Regions from separate parts of the Sus scrofa genome. Here region 2 is linked to region 1. A link is a contact called in public Hi-C data. All regions are on one chromosome and are shown on one strand. The core of a region is the stretch at or near the end of the contact, and the rest is flanking DNA. Distances in the headings are between cores, read along the strand shown.

Region 1 (5,668 bases), core at 2,633-5,132:
TTATTTTATTTTATTTTATTTGTCTTTTTAGGGCTGCACCCAAGGCATATGGAATTTCCCAGGCTATGGGGTCTCATCAGAGCTACAACTACCGGCCTACGCCACAGCCACAGCAACGCAGGATCTGAGCCATGTCTTTGATCTACACCACAGCTCACGGCAATGCTGGATCCTTAACCTACTGAGCAAGGCCAGGGATCGAACCCGCAACCTCACGGTTCCTAGTCAGATTCGTTTCTGCTATACCACAACGGGAACTCCTGGGGTTTAATTTTGAATTCCTCAGAGAGCCAGGTGTGGTGCTTTGCTAAGGAAATGTTTGTTAAATGAAACTGGAGAACTTGAAATATGCCAGGGATTGGAGGGGGATAATGGGATCCCCTCTCTGGAGATAGTTATTTATTTGTTTTTTTTGTTTGTTTGTTTGTTTTTGTTTTTTTTGCTTTTTTAGGGCTGCACCCATGGCGTATCAAAGTTCCCAGGCTAGGGGTTGAATTGGAGCTGCAGCTACCAGCCTACACCACAGCCACAGTAATATAAGATCCAAGCCACATCTTCAATCAACACCACAGCTCACAGCAATGCCAGATCCTTAACCCACTGATCGAGGCCAGGGATTGAACCTGCATCCTCATGGATACTAGTCGGATTCATTTCCACTTCACCACAATGGGAATTGCCTGGAGAGAGTTCTATAAATGGGTGAATACTGGGGTTCCCGTTGTTGCTTAGTGGTAATGAACCCGAGTATTATCCATGAGGACTCGGGTTCACTCGCCAGCCTCGATCAGTGGGTTAAGGCTCTGGCATTGTCATGAGCTGTGGTATAGGTCACAGGTGAATCTCGGATCTGGCATTGCTGTGGCTGTGGTGTAGGCTGGTGGCTATAGCTCCGATTCGACCCCTATTCTGGGAACTTCCATATACCATGGGTGCAGCCCAAAATACCAAAAAAAAAAAAAAAAAAAGTGAATTCTTGTGCTCACTTCAGCAGCACATATACTAGAGTAAATTCTTACTTAAACCTCCAGCAACTCAAAGGCTTCTCCCACAATATTTACCACAAATAGCCACAAATAAATCCTTTGAGGATTTGAGAGCTCCACCATTTCTCTCTTCAGTCAGCTTTCTAGCAGACTCAAGTCCTTTGGGGCCTCACCTCTGTCCGGACATGATAAAAATTTGCTGGAGGTGGCAAGAAGGGGCTGGAAGTTAGAAAGCGGGAGACTGACAAAGAGTCTCATGATGTACCACTTGCTCTGACCAAGAGAGTGCCCCTGCCTGGTGGGCAGCCTGCCAGAGGGACTTCCTCCCTGCCCTGTGTCACCTCCTTGTCTACAGGAGCATTCTCCCTGAGCTGCCTCCAGGGGACAGGTCTCCTCCTGGCTGCCCATATGCTGAGCACGTGATGGAACCCCACCCAGCTCAGACACTCTGGCTCCTAGCAGCCCGGCGGAGACTGAGACAGTGGCCTTTGTATATATTGTCAGAGGCTCTCCCCTTGACTCATCTCAGACCAGAGAAACTCTAGTCCCCAGGGATCACCACAATAGTTACTCAATACTTTCGAGAAAGGCTTATCTGGGTAGAAGGAAGGGGTCACCTCCTCTTCAGGGGACACTACTTCTGGCCAAGCAGTCCCGACAATGCAGGAACCCCCCCCCCCATGCTACAAGTACGTGTGTCATTTGCAGCCCACCCATGGCCACCACCACTACCATTATCCCTGCTTTCCAAACTAGGCGTGGCGGGACAGAGCTGCTTGGACCAGCAGAGACAATGCGGTCAAGGGCAGTTGGATTCTGCTGGAGCTGGAAAGGAGCCTGGGGGGTGGAGATGACACTCCAGATCACAGCTCCTGGATGAGTCTTTAATCATTTCCAGCATGGAATGTGGTCAACCTTTGCTACAAACTCGTTTGCTCTGAGTTTCTTTGCCCTGTCCCCGAACTACCCCTTATAAAGCAACCATGGACTTACTAATGAGGAATTCAGGTGGGTTTTAACAAGTTCTAATCCCACTGGCTCTTATCTTTGAAAAGGCATCAGTGCATCACCTGAGTTCACCCCTGTTCCCTTCACAGTCTAGGTCACCTGAGAGTGAGGATTTGGTCTCTGTGCTGCTGCAGGATGGTTTCTGCTCCTGGGGGTGAGCAGGCAGCTTTGCTTCACTTAATTTGGTGTTTGCTACTTTATTTATTCCTTGTCTACATCCATGGCTGCAATAGCATTGTATTGACTTCCTGGTGACTATTTGTATATATCTATATCTGTATCAATCTATCTATATCGATCTATCTCTCTATTTCTCTATCTCTCTACAAGTACAAATGAAAGAAAGTTCACAATACAGAAGCCCAGAGTTCCCGTCGTGGTGCAGCAGAAACGAATCTGACTAGGAACCATAAGGTTGTGGGTTCGATCCCTGGCCTTGCTCAGTGGGTTAAGGATTCGGCATTGCCATGAGCTGTGGTTTAGGTTGCAGACGTGGCTTGGATCTGGCATTGCTGTGGCTCTGGTGTAGGCTGGTGGCTACAGCTCCGATTAGACCCCTAGCCTGGGAATCTCCATATGCCGCAGGTGCGGCCCTAAAAGGACAAAAGACAAAAAAATAAATAAATAAATAGAGAAGCCCTTTCCAGAGTCCCCAGTTTACTGGTGTTTTTATTTAAAACCATATATTCATCATATCGTTTTTCATGAACATACATTTACTTTATTGCTTACACTTAAGGACATTAAACAATTAACCAGTGCATTCAGCAATGATTATTGTCTGGCCCTAAGAGATATGGAGTCAATATTGGGAAGAGGATTTGATCCCCAAATCAGAGACATTTCCCAGACCCTAATTCAATTAAGAAAGCCCCAACAAGTAGTTCCTGCTTTAGCACAGTGCGTTAGGATCCAGCATTGTCTCTGTGGTGCGTGGGTTCAATCCCCAGCCTAGTGCAGTGGGTTAAGGATCTGGTGTTGCCGTGGCTGTGGCTTAGGTTGCAGCTGTGACTCAGATTCCATCCCTGGCCCAAGTAATTCCATATGCTGCAGGTGCAGTAGAAAAAGAAAAAATAATAATAATAAAGGCCCAGCAAGATGATAGTTCCCAGTACAAGAGAGCTTACAATATTTTATTTTATTTTAGTCTTCTTAGGGCCGCACCTGCGGCATATGGAAATTCCCAGGCTAGAGGTCGAAGCGGAGCTATACCAGCTGGCCTACACCACAGCCACAGAAACACCAGATCTGAGCCAAGTCTGCAACCTACACCATAGCTCACAGCAAAACCAGCTCCTTAACCCCATGAATGAGGCCAGGGATGGAACCCCCATCCTCATAGATACTAGTCAGATTTGTTACCACTGAGCCACAACAGGAACTCCAACATTTTCAAATTAATGATTTACCAGTTGAATAGCTAGAGCTCAGAGACTTTTCTTTGTCCCCAAATAAGTGAAGTTGCAGACTTAGGAAATCAGGTATCTTCGCAAGAACCAGCGTGGATTTAGACTCTGTCCTATGTTCTGGCCAGGTTTCAGAGCCAGAAGGGCAGCCCCTTGCACTGTCAAGCAGCAATGCCAAAGTTAATAATTGGCTGTGCCAGTCCATGGCTGATCAGGCTGTTTTTGTGTGCATGTTTTTCTATTTTACGTAAATCATGCTGAACATGTTTGCATCAACCTCCTGGTGATGCACCTTTGATCAATAGATTTTAGACAAAAGTGGTTTTTGAGTCCAAAGATCAGGGCTGGGTTGACCTACAGATTGGATACAGGGTGTATAAAACAGAGGCAAGGCGCAGGCTGATAGCAGAGCAATCAGTGCCAAGTCTGAAATAACTGAGAGGGCGCAGCCGAAGGCTTCCTGCGGGGCCAGCGAGTGAGGATGGAGGAGGGAATGAACCTTCTCCATAACTTTGGGATCCAATCAACGCGCTACCTCCAGGTGAATTACCAGGACTCCCAGGATTGGTTCATCTTGGTATCTGTGATCGCGGACCTCAGAAATGCCTTTTATGTCCTCTTCCCCATCTGGTTCCATCTTCAAGAAGCTGTGGGCATCAAACTCCTCTGGGTAGCTGTGATTGGAGACTGGCTCAACCTCGTCTTTAAGTGGTGAGTAAGAGCCAGACAAAGAGGAGACTGGCAAGGAAGGAGGCCGGCATTCTCTCTGGAAATGTCCGTCCACCGGAAGTTGCCTTCTCTGTGCTCTTCAGGAAGCCGCAGGTTACTCCCCTCGACTTCGGATCATCTGCCTAAAGAGGGAAGACAGAAAACCTTATCAGTGAGCTGAAGATACAGGAAAGGCCGTTTCATCTGGATGGACGGTCAGCTGGACCTAGTGAATTATAGGTTATAACCAAAGCAACAGTTTCACTACTTTGCAGCATAGGAGACATAAAGACACATGTATGAAAGAAGAGGGGTGAGGTGTGAAAAAAGGAAACATGCCGCAATTTAAAAATCTGTAGGGTGGGGTATTTAGAAATAATCCGGAGGTGGCCCTTGTTCAGACACCTACCAGCTGTATGTCCTAGGGAGCTCATAGCAAAACTCTGAGTTTCTGTTTTATAATCTGTAAACGTAGATTATCTCTGGCACCTTAACCATTATTATAATTATTAATATTTATTGAACATTTAGTATGTGCCTGGCCATGTGCTAAGTACTTTTCCCTAGGGTAGTTCCTACTATGTCATAGATGAAGAGACTAAGGAATTGAGTTAAACAACTAGAAAAACATAAGTAGTAAGTGTCAGAGGCAAGATTTGAGCCCAGGCAGGCTGGCTTCAGGGGCAAGGCTCTTAAGAATTATGTTTTAGGGAGTTCCCGTCGTGGCGCAGTGGTTAACGAATCCGACTAGGAACCATGAGGTTGCGGGCTCGGTCCCTGCCCTTGCTCAGTGGGTTAACGATCCGGCGTTGCCGTGAGCTGTGGTGTAGGTTGCAGACGCGGCTCGGATCCCGCGTTGCTGTGGCTCTGGTGTAGGCCGGTGGCTACAGCTCCGATTCAACCCCTAGCCTGGGATCCTCCATATGCCGCGGGAGCGGCCCAAGAAATAGCAACAACAAAAGACAAAAGACAAAAAGACAAAAAAAAAAAAATGAATTATGTTTTAGGAGTCTCTGTTGTGGTTCAGTGGGTGGAGAACCTGACACAGTGTCTATGAGGATGAAGGTTTGATCGTGGCCTTGCTCAGTGGGTTAAGGATCCGGCATTGCCACAGCTGCAGTGTTGCCACAAGCTGCAGTGTAGGTTGAAGAGGCAACTTGGAGCCAGTGTTGCTGTGGCTGTGGTGTAGGCCACAGCTGCAGCTCTGATTTGACCCCTAGCCCAGGAACTTCCATAAGTGCAGGTGTGAAAAGAAAAGCAAAAAAAAAAAAAAAAAAAAAAAAAAAAAAGGAATTATGTTTTATTCCTTGCCGATAAACCAGCTCTTCAGGGTAAAAAGCCCTGATTTTAGTATTTACCAGTTTCTACTGTGTGTATTACCTCATTGTGACTTTTTCCAAGCTACCGATGGGTCTGGCTTGCAAAAACCCTGCGTATTTGACAATTGTTAGCCAGGACCGGCTGACTCTAGCATATTACTGGTTTGGCCTCTATTTCTTCATCTAGAAAATGAAAAGGTTGGACCAGCTGCCCTCTAAGACCTTTCCCATCCCTGAAATT
Region 2 (5,863 bases), core at 83-2,582, 46 kb before region 1:
TCACAGGGGTCACTGCACCTGTTATTTGGACCCAGGGCAGGGCGGAGCTGGAGGCGGGGCAAGCCTGGAGGGTGGGGGTTGTGGCTGAGGGGAGGTTCTCCGGGTCTCGCCTCCAAAGTCTTCAGCTCCTCCTCTTCCTGCAGGATCTGGTGGCTTGGGTTACAGCCAGCTTCCTGCACATACCCCATGCCGAGGATGTCCCCAACACAGTGACTCTGGGGAACAGAGTTGGCTTCTTGCTCCGGCCCTATAACTTCTTTGATGAGGACCCCTCTGTCTTCTCTCCTGACAGCGTCTACTTTGAGAAGGGCCAGGATGCTGGGCGCTGCAGTGTCAATCATGTGGCCTGCATCCCCCACCTGGCGGCCTGTGTCCCGGACCTGCCCCCTTTCTCTTATCGAGACTTGTAGCCCTGAGTGTGTGTGTGCGCGTGCGCGTGCGTGCGTGTGTGCGTGTGTGCGTGCGTGCGTGCGTGTGTGTGTGTGTGTGTGTGTGGTGGGACCTAGAGGGGGGTTGCTGAGACTCGTACCTTCCTCTCTGTTCCACTTACTGCTTCCCTGATGCCTCTACCCTTGGGAAATAACTTCCTACCACATAAACCTCCATATATCCTTTTGGTTACTTCTTGTTTCCAGTTCATTTTTTAAAATGAGGAATTTATATAAATGATATTGTTGTCAAAATATCCAAGCAGAAACACTGCAAAACCCACCACTCTTCAACCTCTGGCGAACATTATCCCAGACATTTCTTTTATGCATGCACATTGACATCGAAGATGAGATAGAACTTTGTAAAAATTGATGGGTGTTTGTAATTTATAATAAAAATATTCCAAGATTTTTAGTTGAATTTCTTCTATTTGACTTTTGCAATATCTGGAATCCCCCAGAGAATATTAAGGACTCTGGCCAAGAAAATTAGCCGTGGAGGAAAAGGGGACAGACCTGGCCAAGAAATGCTGCTTGGGAAGCTGAAGGGCTGGGGGTGGGGGGTTTGGGGCAGGAGGACAGTAGTTCCAGGTTACAGGAAAGGGAACATCCTGCTCCGGGAGAGTGGGGGCTGGGGAAGAAGGGGGTCTGAGGGGGAGGGACTAGGGGCTGCCTCCTCACGAGTGGGGCATTTCTGTGCTCAGGCTGGTCAGCTGCATTATTTTGAAATCCCCACCACCCTTCCCCCCACCCGAGCTCTCCCCTGTTCCAACACTGAATTGGAGCTTTGAAGACAAAGCCATGTAAGGTCTGTGGAAATCGCTGCTGCCCTCCTTCAGGCCCGCCCTCCAAACTTGGCCCGCCCCCCACCCCCCAGCCTTCCCATGCTGTTCCCACCCTCAGTCTCCTTTGCGTCTGAATACTGGGAACCTCTGCCGGGGTCCAGGAGCCCCCACGACAGCGGCCAAAAGAGACCTACTATATTCTCTGCTGGCCTGAGAATACACATCTCCACTTTGGTTCAATCTTCTGTCTCTATGTTTATGGGACAATGAACCAGAAGACCACCCTCGTGCTCCTCGCTCTGGCTGTCATCACCATCTTTGCCTTGGTGTGTGTTTTACTAGCTGGCAGGGGAGGAGATGGAGGTGAACCCGGCCAGCCTCCCCACTGCCCCTCCGGAGCTCCGGGTGCCCAGCCCTGGACACACCCTGGCCAGAGCCAGCTGTTTGCAGACCTGAGCCGAGAAGAGCTGACGGCTGTGATGAACTTTCTGACCCAGAAGCTGGGGCCAGGCCTGGTGGATGCCGCCCAGGCCCGACCCGCAGACAACTGCATCTTCTCAGTGGAGCTGCAGCTGCCCCCCAAGGCGGCAGCCCTGGCCCACCTGGACAGGGGGAGTCCCCCGCCTGCCCGGGAGGCCCTGGCCATCATCTTCTTTGGCGGACAACCCCAGCCCAATGTGACCGAGCTGGTGGTGGGGCCGCTGCCCCAGCCCTCCTACGTGCGGGATGTGACTGTGGAGCGTCACGGAGGCCCCCTGCCCTACCACCGACGCCCCGTGCTCATGCGAGAGTACCTGGACATCGACCAGATGATCTTCCGCAGGGAGCTGCCCCAGGCTGCTGGTCTCCTCCACCACTGCTGCTTCTATAGCAGCCAAGGTCAGAACCTGGTGACCATGACTTCAGCCCCCCGTGGTGTGCAGTCAGGGGACCTGGCTACCTGGTTTGGCCTCTACTACAACATCTCAGGGGCCGGGTTTTACCTGCACCCGGTGGGGTTGGAACTGCTGGTAGACCACAAGGCTCTGGACCCTGCCCTCTGGACCATCCAGAAGGTCTTCTTTCAAGGCCGCTACTATGAGAGCCTGGCCCATCTGGAGGAGCAGTTTGAGGCCGGCCTGGTGAACGTGGTGGTGATCCCAGACAATGGCACAGATGCGTCCTGGTCCCTGAAGTCCCGGGTGCCCCCAGGTCCAGCTCCTCCTCTGCAGTTCTATCCGCAGGGCCCCCGCTTCAGTGTCCAGGGGAGTCGCGTGGCCTCCTCGTTGTGGACTTTTTCCTTTGGCCTCGGAGCTTTCAGTGGCCCAAGGATCTTTGACATCCGCTTCCAGGGAGAACGACTAGCTTATGAGATCAGCGTCCAGGAGGCCTTGGCTGTCTATGGTGGAAATTCCCCAGCAGCAATCATGACGCGCTATATGGATGGCAGCTTTGGCATGGGCAAGTATTCCACCCCGCTGACCCGTGGGGTGGACTGTCCCTATCTGGCCACCTATGTGGACTGGCCCTTCCTTCTGGAGTCTCAAGTCCCAGGACACTACACGATGCCATTTGTGTGTTCGAACAGAACCAGGGCCTCCCTGTGAGGCGACACCACTCAGATATTCGCTCCCACTACTTTGGGGGCCTTGCAGAGACAGTGCTGGTCATCAGATCTGTGTCCACCATGCTCAACTATGACTACGTGTGGGACATGATCTTCCACCCCAATGGAGCCATTGAAGTCAAATTACACACCACAGGCTACATCAGCTCAGCCTTTCTCTTCGGTGCTGCCCGAAAATATGGAAACCAGGTTGGGGAGCACATCCTGGGCACCGTCCATACCCACAGTGCCCATTTCAAGGTGGATCTGGATGTGGGAGGTAAGATATGCCGCCAGAGGCAAGGGTTCCAGAAGAGGGGGCTGAAGATGATCTCTGTTTGCCTTGGGTTTTTTTGGAGGTTTTCCAGGGAAAGAAGTTCTGAGCATGCGTATGTGGGTTTTGGAGTTTCAAGTTTCCTCTTTTGCTGGATGGGAGATGGCGGGCTGAATTTTCCTAAGGTCTTAGATCATTGGCTGTGGGCAGAGCTGCCACCCACCCTCCCAGGACCTCGTCAGAAAATCTTGGGAAACAGCTAAACTCAGAGAGGAGGCAGAGGGGGGGCTAAGGGTCCCCTTTGCCCTCTCCCCTCCCTGGCACTGAAGCCCCACTTCAGCAAGGCAGACATAAGTTTTTCAGCTCATCTCTGTGTCATCTCTGTGTCTGGCCTGCTGTGCAGGTGTTTGGGAGGGTCTGTTTGCATTCTGCAGTGTCTCTGGCACTTGCAAGCCAGCCACGGAACACCCCAGGTTGTTTATTTCCTTGAGAAGGGGACCCTCCCCTCCCTGAGCTTCCATCTCTAAGCACAATACATTTAAGTGTGAGGGCTAAAGTGGATATTGTGGAACATTCCAGATAGTTCCTGGCGTTGGTGCTCATAGAAAGCCAAGACTACGTGATATCTTGGTGTTCTGGTCATTTCACTGTCCTTCCCCACATTGAGTTAATCACCAGATTTTTTCCTGTTCTGCCTCTGAAATAGTGCCAACCCCCTGTTGGCGCCAGCCTACTCTTTGCTGCTTCACTCTTCTTCTTCTCAGATCTGGGGTTCACCCTGCACCCAGAGGGACCTACCAGCCTATGCCATCCAGCTCCCTCACCCACTTCCCCTTTTCCCCATCACCTATAGGATCCTGTCCTAAGAAGGACCTACAAGGCTCTTCCCTTCAGAGTGTAGCTCCTGCCTGCCTTTCAGATCCTTCCCTGTGCTGCTTTAGCCACACTCACACCCTCCCCGTCCCTGAACACACACGCCACACGTGACAGTCAGGCTTTTTGCTTTTGCTCGTGGTGGTTTTTTTTTTTAATTTTTTTTTTTTTTTGCCTTTTTTTAGGACTGCACTTGCAGCATATGGAAGTTCCCAGGCTAAGGGTCAAATTGGAACTAGAGTTGCTGGCTCGCACTACAGCCACAGCAATACCAGATCCGAGCCACATCTGTAACCTCTACCACAGCTCATGGCCAAGCCGATCCTTAACCCACTGAGCAAGGCCATAGCCGAACCCATGTCTTCATGGATATTAGTTAGGCTCATGACTGCTGAGCCGCGACTGGAACTCCTGCTCAAGTTTTGCCCCTGCCTAGAATGCCCTGCCATGTCATCTCTGCTGGTGACACCTTCTAAGGCCAGGCTGAAATGTGGCCCAGGAAGGCCCCTCTTCCTGCCAGTACCTGTATTCCTCCAACCTTGACTCTAGAATGTGCTCCTCTCACACTGCAGGCCCCTCAGGGCTCTGCCTCTCTGGGACTCCTGTGAGAGCGGGAGGATAAGGATGATGCTTCCTTTATCAGAGGGTCCCCAGCGCCGAGCACAGGCCTCTCCACTAACATGTGCAGGGATGACTAGATGAAATCCTTGAAGAAATATTTCACAGGTCAACAGCTTTGGCCGAAAGACTAGGGCTATCCTGGGGAGAGGGGAGGGAAGCAGGGGGCACACTCACTCTGGCCTCTTCTTTGGCCCCCACTCTGGAGCCAGATGGGGGCGGAGTCCAGAGGGGGCAGGGCAGCTGCGTGACCAGCCCTCCCTCCCCCTCTCCCCCCCGCCCCGCCCCTCCCCTCCATCCCCCCCCTGCAGGACTGGAGAACTGGGTCTGGGCCGAGGACACAACATTCGTCCCCACGGCGGTACCCTGGAGCCCTGAGCGCCAGATACAGAAGCTGCAGTTGACCCGGAAGGTGCTGGAGACGGAGGAGCAGGCCGCCTTCCCCGTGGGAGGTGCGGCCCCTCGCTACCTGTACCTGGCCAGCAACCAGAGCAACAAGTGGGGGCACCCGCGGGGCTACCGCATCCAGATAGTCAGCTTTTCTGGGGAGCCGCTGCCCCAGAGCAGCTCCATGGCAGGAGCTTTCAGCTGGGAGAGGTGGGTGGTGTGGCCAGGATGGCAGGGGTGGGGGTCGGGGTGAGAGTGAGAAGGGAGGGTTGGGAGGGACAACTGGGAAATCACTTCAAATTGTACTCAAGGTGAGGTAAGAGCTCAGAAAGGATTTCCTGGTTATCAAAAGTCACACAGTGGATACAAGGTCCCCTGGGATGCTAAAGCCCAGGAGGGAAAATTCTTTTCTGTTTTGGGGGGGGCCATGCTGTGAATTGGCAAAGGATGAACAGGAAGACACGTGAAGATGTTGGGCAACCCACTAGGGTGGCGTCAAGAGTCACTGTGGGAATACGATGGGAAAGCTGAGGCCCACTTGCCTGGCTCCCTTCCATGATGATCAGGCAGCAGGATGGCCTTAGTGACCATGGAGGCCTGACCCATGCACCTCTAGGTACCAGCTGGCCGTGACCCAGCGGAAGGAGACAGAGCCCAGGAGCACCAGCATCTTCAATCAGAATGACCCCTGGGCCCCCACTGTGGACTTTGCTGCCTTCATCAACAATGAGACCATAGCTGGAGAGGTCAGTTGACTGCAGGAGGGCCGAGGGAGGAGTGTGGGGACCCAGAGATGAGCCCCACCTTGTCTTTGGGGTCCCTGAACACCATCTGATCTCAGGGTAGAGCTGACTCCTGTCTTTTGTGCTCTGGGGACTCTCATCATTACCTGTTGAGGAAAACGTCCCAG

Evidence for each region. Hi-C and Micro-C count contacts between places; a contact is called where the count stands out from the background.
Region 2: a Hi-C map of liver shows a contact between it and region 1, with 5 times the contacts expected there. The contact joins the promoter of LOC100520329 here to the promoter of G6PC in region 1. A contact is called at or near these places in 1 of 5 promoter capture datasets (liver), 7 of 47 Hi-C or Micro-C datasets (embryonic fibroblasts, fetal liver, liver and 1 more) and 1 of 2 datasets of contacts at active chromatin or transcription factors (skeletal muscle).

Annotation. Positions count from the first base shown.
Region 1 is chr12:19,973,997-19,979,664 of Sscrofa11.1, reverse strand. It overlaps G6PC (glucose-6-phosphatase, catalytic subunit), which reads left to right and starts at 3,882. Exons shown (of 5, transcript NM_001113445.1): 1 at 3,882-4,111. The coding sequence starts at 3,882.
Region 2 is chr12:20,016,976-20,022,838 of Sscrofa11.1, reverse strand. It overlaps LOC100520329 (membrane primary amine oxidase), which reads left to right and starts at 1,332. Exons shown (of 5, transcript XM_021066973.1): 1 at 1,332-2,740; 2 at 2,743-3,081; 3 at 4,878-5,163; 4 at 5,570-5,699. The coding sequence starts at 1,483. AOC2 (retina-specific copper amine oxidase) reads left to right here. Exons shown (of 4, transcript XM_003131393.4): 4 at 144-852. The coding sequence ends at 410.